Linked DNA regions of Zea mays: region 2 is linked to region 1. A link is a contact called in public Hi-C data. All regions are on one chromosome and are shown on one strand. The core of a region is the stretch at or near the end of the contact, and the rest is flanking DNA. Distances in the headings are between cores, read along the strand shown.

Region 1 (2,628 bases), core at 65-2,564:
TAATGTCCAAATCCAGGAAAAACACATCCCCCAACACTCAAGCAAGTGAACAACAAATATTCAAGACTTGTCCCTCCGACTAGCGATAGACATGACCATGTCTGGCCCATGACATGACAATTTAAATCCAAAACAAACATTAATATGTGAGGCCTACCTTCACTTTGATAGCACAAACTGAAGATAATATTGTTTCAAAGACAGGTCTCCAAATAACACTCACAAATTCAGTTAACATAGTGCATTTTCTATGTGATTTTGTCTTTTTTTTTGAGGTCTGTCTGAGCAATGAAAATTTGTTCTGTGTGAGCCAAAACGAAAGCACTGAAAGCAATAAAAGTACTAGCATATTCTACAAATATATATAATATGAGCCACGGAGACTCATCACAAATTCACAACAGATAAGAGAAAATTTGTTCTGTGTGAGCCAAAACGAAAGCACTGAAAGCAATAAAAGTACTAGCATATTCTACAAATATATATAATATGAGCCACGGAGACTCATCACAAATTCACAACAGATAAGCTTGCTAATCATAACAAACAAATAACAGAAACAAAATGATGCACATTTTTTCACTAACCTGCTTCTTTAACATCTTAGCACCAGACATCGCATAGGACATTTGAGCATCTGCTTGCGCCTTCATAGCAGCAAACTCCTCCGGAGTAGTGTTGGCGATTTTCTCGGTCATATCACGCATATCCTCCGGTCTTGTTTGATTCAGTTGCTCTGCAGCTCGCCTTAAGTCCTCAGGCTTCATGTTCTTCATACTCTCAGACGCCATCCTCATTAGGTTAGGGTTAGACATCAGCTGCAGGTATCCAAGTAGCAACAAGGACTTTGTCAATCTCTTGCATCTATGCACGCTTCCTCAGGACATAGCAGACAACATTAAGTAAAGAAGCGCAGGGGAAAAGGATGCCGGATGCCTCAAACAATGCGTTTACTTTCCACGATCTACATCCACCTATAGACCACCGAAACAGAAACAGTTGTGCCGCCCGCCGTGGCGAATCGGGGACGCGCGAGACGAGGATCGGGTGTGCGTGCGGACGGGCGGGCGGGCGACGGTACCTGCTGCTGCATCCGGGCGATGTCGTCCGGGGACATGCGGCGCATCTGCTCCTGCGCCAGCCGCAGCATCTCTGGATCCATCGTCGCTGGCGGCGGCGGCGCCCGTGAGATCGAGATCGAGATCGGGCGAGAGGTTGGGAGTTGGCTCGCTGGTTCTTCTGGCTTCTGCGCCGCGTTTTTTTTTTCCTTTTTCTCTCTCTCTCTCTCCCTATTTAACGCTGATCGAGTTTAAAATCTTTATTTGTTTGTTTGTTTTTATAGGCGAAAAAGAGGGCGTCATCGCGAAGAAAACGGAATCGAACTCCGTGTCCGTCCGACCGTCTCTCCTGGTCAGGCCGCCGGATTGGGCTTGGGTTTGGGCTTGGGCTTGGCGAGTGAATACTACAGTAAAATGGCCTAATTGACTGTAGAGAACTAAACTAGTCAAAATTAAATAAAAGATGATTTTAATCACTCTCAATTCTCTTCGAGATCTAGATGTAACCGAACAAGAACTTAGAGCTACCATCAAATTGGAAGGGATTTAGGGCTTGTTCGGTTCTACCCCAATCCATATGGATTGAGGAGGATTGAGGGGATTTTAATCCCTAGTAAGTCAAAATCTCATCCAATCCGTATCGATCCCCTCCAATCCATATGGATTGAAAATAACCGAACAAGCCCTTATGGAGGAGTAATCCCTTCCTATTTACTCTCACTTGGATCCTCTTTAATTCTCTAGTCACCAAATCAGCTCTTACTTGACTGGGCATGTGTGTGGCCATGTGGGAACCACACGCTGGTCCTTGGGAAACTCGTCTTGGCCATCTGGGCAATTTTACCCACAGGTCAGATATTCAACCCGTTAGATTCGGGTTCACACACAAAATTTGATTTGTGGGGTCTCTGTCTTGACACAGTAGAAATGAGTACCTCAGTTATGGGGTACCGACAATATTGTTATTGAGTAGTACATTACATTTTTACTTCACATAATCTCAAGCTTTCATAGTATCAAGAGATGGTTCACTCTTACAACATCTTTGAAAGGATCAAAATACCCAAGGGAAAGGGTGTGTCCATAATATGTACCATGGGTACTGAGATCAAGCTTCTATGAGATAAAGACAACGGGAGATTGGTCTATAGGCTCGACCGAGAGTCCAAAGACTTAGACGGCAAAATCATAAGGAGGGCCTACTACCATAAGGATTCTGAAAGGATAAACATGGTAAATATCATATTAGATTATGAGATATGACCTAGGTCCTAACATATATAGTTAGATCTAGATAGATAAGAAAAAACACATCTAAAGATAGAGTTATACTCCATGTAAGTTCAGGACAGACTCAGTTACATTCCCTATTTTGTAACCGACATGGATACATATCATGTAAACCATTGTATTTCTTTGGACTATAAAAGGATGGACGATGGGGTACCCCAAGAAGGTAAATCATAGTACAAACACCATCAGCAAACATGATATTAGGTATTATCTCATCTTGAGAGCCTAGACATGTATAAATCTCTATGCTTCTCATGCATTTACCTTCACCTTTCAA
Region 2 (2,628 bases), core at 48-2,547, 420 kb after region 1:
AGAATGGAATTAAAAATCCCAAACCAGTGGTCCATTATTTGGATCATTCAACCGAGACATCAGAGAGAGAAGGGTTTTACTCTACAAGAATTTCATAAGAGAAAAAAGATGAGGTATACGAGTGAACCACAACACGACGACAAGAAACGGGATACATGCACGGATGCATGCATATGCCGAGTAAATTAAGCCGCAGCCTCTGGCGCAACGACGTGGACGAACCGGGCGACGGTCTGGATGAGCTCGCCGGTGGCCTGGGACCCCGGCTGGTGCAGGTAGAACCCGTGGGGCATGCCGGCGAACTCGGCGAGCTCCACGGGCTTGCCCATCGCCGCCAGCCGCTCGGCGTAGTCGACGGTGCGGTCGCGTATCAGGTCGAGGCCGCCGGCCACCACGAGCACGGGCCGGAAGTCCACCGGGCCCAGGTCAGGGCTGTCCGGCCCGAACGGGTTGGACGCCGGGTGGTCCCTGGTGGCGCCGGCCGGCAGCGACAGCCTCCAGAACCGGTCCACCAGGTCAAGGTTCGGGAACGCCTCCTCCGCGCACTCGGCCTCCGAGGCCGTGCGCCGGACGCCGCCGAAGAACGGCATGAGCAGAACGTAGCCGCGGACCGTGAGGAGGCCCGGCTCCGGCTCCGGCTCTGGCTCCGCCGCGGCCGAGCCGGCGCGCACGGCGAGGTGGTGCGCGATCGTGGCGCCCGCCGAGTCGCCGGTGACGAGCACGCGGCCGAAATCGGCGGCCTCCGCGAGCCAGGCGTCGGAGGCGCCGGCGCCGCCGATCGCTGACTGGTCCCGGAGCCAGCGCATGAACCCGGCCCCGTCGTCGAAGGCCGCGGGGAGGCGGTGCTCGGGGGCCAGGCGGTATCCCGCGGAGAGCACGACGGCGCCGGCCTCCGCGGCCAGGCGGAGGCAGAACTCGTGGACGTTGGCCCACGTGCACGACCCCAGGCAGAAGCCGCCGCCGTGGAAGTGGACGAGCACTGGGAGCTTCTTCTTCGTCCCCGGCGGCGTCGTCGGCCTGTACACGCGGACGCGGAGGTTCTTGGGCTTGTCGTAGACGGCCTCCTTCCACTGCACGGACGGGTGGCTGCCGGGGAAGGTGGCCGGGCAGAACACTGGGTCCGCCGGCGACCGGAGCACGGTGCCGTCTCTGAGAACGCGGAGGAAGCCGAGGAGGTCCTCCGCCACCTCGTTTGCCGGCGTTGTGGCGGCGCAGCAGGCGGCGGCCGAGACGGCAGGCATGGTCGTTGCCAACTCAGACGAGACCTACCTCAGTACAACTGTACAAGTCAAGAAGGCTGAACTTACTGAACTGATGATCTCCAGCTGCCTAGCTAAACCCTCTTATATGCTAAGAGCATCTCCAAAAACTCTCTTAAAATATCCCCAAACTAAAAATTAAAAAGAAAGATAGGAAATTAGAAAAAATAAGCCTCCAACAGGTCTCCTAAATCTTTCCTAACTTTTGTTAGCCTCAGAAATTTCTCATTCCTTAGCTATAAACAGGAAAAGTTTTGGTTCTCCAAAACAACTCCGGCCGACACATTCGTCGAGGCGCTTTGCCTCCGCTGCTGGCTCCGTCCACGGTAAGCCAGTTCCAGATTTTGTGAAGTCAAATTATTTCTTCCACTTGTTTAGTTTCATCTCTTAAGCTAGCCAACCTGTGGTAAAAAAAAAGAGCGTTGCAGCATTTTGACTTGTCCATTATTCAGACTGTTCGCTTGGCTTTGATCTATATCCGATTCTACTGTTTATAAAGTATTTTTATCTTTATAAATTACAGTTGCATCAGTACGAACAGTTAACTTTAATCTGCCACACTTTTGAAATTTCCATGGAAACTACGATCTCAAAATCCATATATAGTACAATAATTAATTTAGTTTGCTAGTCTTTCGTGCTAAACTGGTAATGAATTGTTTTTATCAGCAGTGCATATATTCTTTATTCAGGTTTCAAAAAAATAGTAAAATTGTGTTGTGTGGTGGCCTTTTCTTTTCCTTATATAAGAGTGTGGCACGCCATGTCAGATTAGCAATTAGCAAGGTTTTCTTTAGCCTGATAGTGATAGCTACATTCAGCTGCAAAGAAATGAGGACTGATTGGTAGCAATTGGCGTGTCGCCATTGGGAGGCACATCGGCGAGAGGAAGGGGAGGAGAAGGCGCGTCTGCCTGCGTGAGCCGCGTGAGGCTGTCCGCACTGCATAAAATAGTGATTTGTTATATCGTTGGATAGTATTATCTCATACTTATACCCGTAAAAAAATTCTACCTACCAGGTTATCTATATATGATCGCGGTATAGAATCTTACTCATACCCGTATCCATATGAATAATTTTACCCATCGTATTATCCGTACCCGCTAGAAAAGTCTAAAACACTAATGTGTCAATCACTAAAAATGTCAAACAAACACATAAAAGTAGTTCAATTTAATATACAACAAACTATTTAATTACATAACTTGATAGGTAAACAAACAATAACCGGAGAAGTATTTTCTTTTAGCTAAGACGGCTTAATTACATGGTAAATAGTGATATCATGCGGGTATATTTTACCCACGGGTTCGCGGGTATGGGTAGTACCCACTCATACCCGTACTCGTCTATCCGACGGCTAGCAT

Evidence for each region. A called contact is a pair of places that touch in the nucleus more often than the background predicts.
Region 2: a contact with region 1 is called in a Hi-C map of tassel, with 4 times the contacts expected there. The contact joins the promoter of LOC100194343 here to the promoter of LOC103631960 in region 1. A contact is called at or near these places in 2 of 25 Hi-C or Micro-C datasets (ear and tassel).

Annotation. Positions count from the first base shown.
Region 1 is chr7:6,875,887-6,878,514 of Zm-B73-REFERENCE-NAM-5.0, forward strand. It overlaps LOC103631960 (outer envelope protein 61), which reads right to left and starts at 1,315. Exons shown (of 10, transcript XM_008653814.4): 1 at 1,082-1,315; 2 at 588-818. The coding sequence starts at 1,162.
Region 2 is chr7:7,298,322-7,300,949 of Zm-B73-REFERENCE-NAM-5.0, forward strand. It overlaps LOC100194343 (putative carboxylesterase 15), which reads right to left and starts at 1,298. Exons shown (of 1, transcript NM_001139379.1): 1 at 15-1,298. The coding sequence starts at 1,241. The coding sequence ends at 186.